Linked DNA regions of Mus musculus: region 1 is linked to region 2. A link is a contact called in public HiChIP or PLAC-seq data. All regions are on one chromosome and are shown on one strand. The core of a region is the stretch at or near the end of the contact, and the rest is flanking DNA. Distances in the headings are between cores, read along the strand shown.

Region 1 (3,231 bases), core at 405-2,904, 310 kb after region 2:
ATCCTGGCAAAGTGATGAGATTCTAGCCAAGTGGGGAATGGGTTCCCCCCTTTATACTCAGACTGAAGAATTAAAACATTAGGCCTTGATCAGAAACACTGTCTTGGTCGCATTCCTCTCCTGTCTGTCCTTCCCATATATCCCCAGCTTTCCTTTCAGGAACCCAGTTCTTCATGGCTGCTGGTGGATACAGACATTTAGTTAGTTATTTGTGTGTGTGTGTGCATATACATACATGCACATGCATAAATGCATATGTAGAATGCATATGAGGGTCAGATGTCAACTTACAGTAATCAGTTTTTTCTTCCTATCATGTGAGTTTCAGGGATTGAACTCAGGTCATCAGGATTGGCATCAAGTACTTTTTAAGGTTGAGCTATCTCACTGCTCCTGATTAATATCTTCAAACTTTAGACACAAAGTGAAAGACCAGGAAAAATTCAGACCCCCTAGCACCAAGAATGTAGGTTATCCAGTTCAGTGACCTTGTTCCAGGACCTGGCCGACCACAAAAGTTAGATTAAAGTCTTGAGAACAATCTTGAGAAGCAGGGAGTTTCCCCTTGTGATTTTTAGTACCCGCTTGTGATTCTTCACTCGTATTTTCCGCATTTTCCAATAATACCCTCCCTTCCCCCTTGGGTTGTGTTTCTTTCCTTTAAATATCCCCTTTCCCAGCTACTCAGGGTCGAACTCCTCTACCCCTGCGTGGGATACGAGTTGACCCCAGTGGGCTGGTTCCTGTCAATAAACCTTGTGCAATTGCAGCAAGGACGGTCTCTTGTGAGACCATCCTTCTTGGGGGGGTCGCGTCATCCTGAGACTTGAGTGAGGTTCTCCCCTCTTCGGGGGTCTTTCAAAAGTAGCAAGTATGGTGTTATAGAATTAGAACATGACCTTTAAAATGTTCTTGCTGAATGTTTAGAAAGTCTTTTTAATAAAATGGAAAATAAAATCAAAACCCCAGAAAAGAACCACAAAACATAGTTTCCATGCAAATGAGGTCAACAGTCATTGTCACCCAACAGCAAAAAGGGGGGGAGGGAATTCATGCATATCAAAAGTCCATCTGAAGATAAAGTCACTCCTATAGTTTTACATTCACATTGAGACCAAGGCAATCCTGATACTGTTTTGCCTGAATCTGTTCCTCTCAAATGTGCTTTACTTCCATGTTTGAAGCAGGGAGTAGGCAGAGCAGAAGGTTAAGATCTCTCTGCGTGTGGGACAGTGTGTAAGGATCTGCTGTCCCCTCTGTCTCCTCCTGTCTGTTCTGCTCCTCCACACCCTCCTTCTAGCCTTGCTTACCCTCACTCTGCAAACACTCAAGAGGGTGGGTGTCTGGAGTTATTTGGTTGAAAGATTTTGCTTTTTTTAAAATGTGACTCTTAGAAAACTAACTTGCTTCTACATATTTATATATTCTTCTGAATAAAGCTGCTTAAAACCACATGATATTATAGAGAATTTAAGGACCTTGACTTTGTCCTAATTGACAGAGTAAAGTAGGAACCAAATTCTACAACTTTCTAAGAAGCCCGGTGTTAGGTATCCACAACTCCCTAAGATAGAATCAGTGCAGTCTCCAGAAGAGCTGTGAGGCATTTTTTATAGTGAATGGCAGAAGGAAGGATGTAGCCTGTGGTGTGACATGAGTCACTATGTGAATGGCAGAAGGAAGAAGGTAGCTTGTGGTATAAGATGAATCACAACATCCAGCTCATTGCTCTGTTGCTAAATTTAAAAATAAAATTTGATTGGAAACAACACTGCTTAGGGAAGATAGCCTGAGGACATACGGTACATGTTTTCTTCTCTCTGCTCTCTGATGTCTACCCTAGCCACTTCAGTGCTACAAGTGGACACAGGTTTATTTTCAGAGGCTACACACTGTCACATTTATTGACTGTCTTGTCCAGAAATTCTTCATTTCATCACTGAAAATAATCCCATATTCTGGGAAACCGTTCAGCTTTTTCACTGTAATGTTATCATCTGTCTTTGCTACAGGATCACTGTAGCTTTATGCCAAGCAGGGGAAAAGCTATCTACTCATTTTCAACATACTTTGGAGCTTGTATTCAATATTTTTATGTAAACCCTTAAAGTCTTCATAGAACAAAGCAAATACTGTCAGGTAGAATATAAAATTTACATAATTAATTCTTTAAAAAACTTTCACTTTATAAGTGATATGTCTCATGCATGTGTGTGTACTATGTGTATACCTAATATACACAGAAGCAAGAAGGAGACACAAGGTCCCTGGAACTGGAATTACAGGCACTCATGAGGCGCCCTGTGGGTGGTGTGAACTGTATCCAGATCTTCTGTGAATGCTCCTAATAGCTGAGCTGTCTCTCTAGCCCTTATATTTACTTCTTTCTCTTAAACAGAAACACACAACTTGACATTGTACATAACCTTCTTAGAGCACATGGTAAGTACTAACACACATTTTACCTTTATATCCTTGTTCCGTCTCCCTGAGATCAATTTTGGTTATTGGTTTGAAATCAGTGTCCCATAATCGTATGCAACCATCTCGCCCACCAGTAGCAAAGCCTTCTTCACAAGCATACAGGCTGAAGATCCCAGCCTGTCAATTATAAGAGGTAGAATTCAATCCCACAGTCACAAATGTCATTGTTGCTGAATCTCCATGATTAAAAATAACAGAGCAAAACTAATTAAAGCAAATGCTGTTTTCTGTTGAAATCTGACAGCAGATCAACATACTTCATCTCAGCTGGATTGCAGTAATTACAGCCACCACCAGGAAGCAAAGCAATTCCAACACATCTAATTTGATAACATTGTTACCGCTACCACCCAAAATGTTAGTTATGAGTGCCTTAGTAAAAGCAGATACAGAATCACATTTCTATATGACAACTGAGTCTTCTGAAACAAAGACATTACAAAGGTGGCACACTTAAGTCATAAATTAACGAAGTAGAGACACAGACTAGGGGCATGGTGCCATACCATTTACAAGTATAGGGGTATCTGAGGCAGATCTCAGCTTTTCAGGATGGTGTCACTTTTGACAAACCAAAAACTACAAATAGCATCATGTCAGCATTGTGTACTATTGCATGACTCCCTTTTCATATTTAAAATACCTTGACCCTTATTTTACTTGATTTTTTAAAAGCTGTTATGTCACATTATGCTGACAGAGAGAAACTTATTGCTGAGGCAGCAGATCATTTAACGAATGAAGACA
Region 2 (3,078 bases), core at 48-2,547:
AGCTGGTCACTTCTTGAAGCCAGCTCTTCTACAGACTGGCAGATTTGTGCTAATATGTGTAGGGCTCACCAATCTAGAACCCAAACCTGAGAAGGGGTATGGGATGTGAGGGGAAGGTCACGTGGGCTTCCTAGTAATCTGAGTGCAGCCATACAGGGAAGGGCCAGAGCCAAGCAGGGAAATAGCAAAGTCTTAGCCACATTTCCCAGACAAACCATGTTTGGAACTGCTCCACCTTGAGGGAAGGGCCCTGCCTTTTTGTCTACCAGCTTGGTTGGTTTATAAAAAAAAGAAAAAAAATTAAACATTCTGATTTTGAGCCCCTCCACTTTAAACCCCAATAAACAGAGTTCATATTTACTGTATGTCCAATTCTGAGACATTTTGTAGAGGTATTAGAATTTAATTTTAATGTTAGCAGCATTTTGTTAGATGTATAGAAACACCACTATTATGTGAGCCCTGCTATTTTGCAGCCATTAATTTAAAATATAACTAAAGCACAATTACCATATAAGCATCAATTAGACATGATTATTCTGATCATGCTCAATTTTCCTTTGGCTTATGCTGAAAATTTCTGAGTAGCATTACTGCAGTAGTATAGATGGTTGATTCACTGTCGTTGAGTATAAACAAGTACATTTAAATATTGTACCAAATGAGGTGATTCAGTTAAACTGTTTGGAAAGAACTGATTCCTAAGTTTCTCCTAGTGGGTAGCTGTATACCCTCGATACACTTTGCTTCTTATTATCTATAACAGATTTAAACTAATAGGTGCTCTAACACTTAGAGCTGGGCACTGGCATGGAGGAAGCACACAGGAGAACTTCGTGAAAACAAAGTATATGATGATGAGATAAAACAGGAGGTTTTTTACACTGCTTTGTGTTCCAGCTGGTCAGATGTGCACAGCAGCCCAGGAGCTATCTTGGATCTGAGAATAGAACACACACACGCCAGTTATTATTAAAATGCCTTGGCTAACTTAATGACTGGTCATTCCTACATCTTCCCCTGCTACCCTAGATCCAGTTGAGGAAGTGACCAGTGGCCACTTAACCAAAATTTCACAATCCTGGTTGGCTTTTCTCCTCTGCTACTGTGTCCCCTTCTCGTCTCCCCCAGTCTGCTGATTCTCACTGTGTCCTACCTGTGCAACTCTCAGTGACCCACCCCATGCTCAGCCCTTGGCTACTGGCAACATTATTGATAGATCATAAACCAATCGAGGGCAAGGACCTTCAGTGTCAGCACACACAGATTTCTGACTAAATCAAAGCCTCAGAACCGCCCTCTACAGGGAAATGTGGTTTTCCTTTTAGTGCGAATACTTGCAGGGTCTAATTATGAGCCAAGATTGTTCCCACTAGCGTTTGCCAACGTCTGTTCCCACAACGTTTGTTATATTCTGCAGAATCTAGGCAGACTCTATGAGAACACTGAGATCCTCAGTTGCATGCGGACCTGGCTTACCTGGCAGTTTGAGATCTGTCAGTCTTGCAGGAGAGTGTCTTGCTTATAGACATTAAGACATTTGATCTCAATTTTCCCAAAATTATTTCCCTAAAGGAGAATTGGTTTTGGTTTGGCCAATCTCGGATGTGTTTAATTTCTACCACATTATCAATTGTTTATTGACTTACAATTTTATAGGTTATTTATAATCCACTTATAGTCTTGAATTTTCAGACATTTCAGTCTCAGCCACTCATCAGCAGTTCTCTGACATATGCTGTAATGATCTGCTTGTTTCAGGCTGACATTTTCTGAGAAGGCTGGCGATATTATATTTGCTTATGGAGAGCAGCACACATACCACAAGCCCAGATGTTTGGCGTTAGCTCAGATTATCTACAATGAGTGTGGGCTGCACAGGAAAGCTCTTCTTTGCCTGTGTAAACAGGGTCAGATTCATGAGGCTATGGAACATATACAACAGTCCAAGGACATTAACACTGGTAAGTAAAAAAGCCTAGTTACTAAATACACTTTAACTCTAACATCACTCATCGAAGCTGGCATTGTTTGAAACTTAGCTTATAAAATACTTTTATACACACTGATAGGAGATTTATTTTGTAAATTTCATGAAAATAAGACAGAGTTATTTGAATTTCATGATACATATTATGCATTTTCTCAAAGGAAACATTTAATATGTGGCTATTGCTAGAATCATGTAGCATTAAAGACAAATTTATTTCATATGATAGACCATACTACATAAAGAATTTTAAAAAATAACTAAATTTTTATATATACTAATATACATATAGTACATATATGTACTATAACAATTATAAATGAAGTATTAGTAATTCTCATTTCAGAATTTTGAATACCTACCTTGTAATGGGATGTTATTTGAGAGAACTGTAAACACTTGACTGGCCCTAGTTCAATGGCCTTATATAGGTGACTGATCCTAGTTCAATGGCCTGATACAGTTGACTAGCCCTAGTTCAAAGGCCTGATATCTTAACAAGAATCTCAACAGGGTGAGCTTATGGAACTGCTGGCCTAACAGCCCCATTCCACAGGCATAAGCCAATCTCCATTTTTAGGCTATTTGTTTAGTCTAAGAAGTTACAAAAAAACTAACAAATTAGTAAATATAAAAAATAAATAAATGAAGAAATTGTAAAACAGACCAAAACAGACATTTTAAGCCATATTTCTCAAGAAAAAGGATATTTGTGACTGTTGAATTTGATCATTTTCAAGTAGCGAATTGATGTTCACGTATGATGCATTTCTTAATGCTCTTAATGTCTTCATTCATTGATATCAACATCATACCTGACATTACTGTCAGGGCAGTAGCTAGCTGCTTATGTGCATTATTGGACGTAATCATTTTGTTGAGTCTGATGTAACTTTTGTTACAGTATCTTCTTTATAGACAGAAACTGTGTGTGTTTGTTTTCCCAGAGGATAAGGCACAAAGGGACGTTTGCCAGTAGTTATACAATAACAGAGAGCCTGGTACAATGGGAACACTCTACTAAAATTTGTTAAGTAAATTATGTATTGTATCATTAACTAAGGATACAGATTCAGTTTCTGTACTGG

Evidence for each region. HiChIP or PLAC-seq counts read pairs in DNA pulled down with a chosen protein or histone mark.
Region 1: an H3K4me3 HiChIP or PLAC-seq map of bone marrow-derived macrophages shows a contact between it and region 2, with 5 times the contacts expected there. The contact joins two enhancer-like sites. A contact is called at or near these places in 3 of 15 datasets of contacts at CTCF or cohesin (the G1E-ER4 cell line, the NIH/3T3 cell line and pro-B cells), 42 of 484 Hi-C or Micro-C datasets (the AML12 cell line, B cells, the Ba/F3 cell line and 25 more) and 7 of 115 datasets of contacts at active chromatin or transcription factors (the NIH/3T3 cell line, astrocytes, bone marrow-derived dendritic cells and 3 more).

The regions. Positions count from the first base shown.
Region 1 is chr11:29,878,182-29,881,412 of GRCm38.p6, forward strand. Eml6 (echinoderm microtubule associated protein like 6) reads right to left here. Exons shown (of 42, transcript NM_146016.2): 7 at 2,466-2,601. Among named protein-coding and RNA genes, the nearest start is that of Gm22588, 30 kb to the left of the region's middle. Within about 2 kb of position 1,655, at least 55 of the 459 cell types and tissues checked have an H3K27ac peak or open chromatin away from gene starts, as enhancers often do. A contact at or near this core is called in bone marrow-derived macrophages, where this site is marked.
Region 2 is chr11:29,569,889-29,572,966 of GRCm38.p6, forward strand. It overlaps Clhc1 (clathrin heavy chain linker domain containing 1), which reads left to right. Exons shown (of 12, transcript NM_028504.1): 10 at 1,762-1,964. Among named protein-coding and RNA genes, the nearest start is that of Rps27a, 23 kb to the left of the region's middle. Within about 2 kb of position 1,298, at least 3 of the 459 cell types and tissues checked have an H3K27ac peak or open chromatin away from gene starts, as enhancers often do. A contact at or near this core is called in bone marrow-derived macrophages, where this site is marked.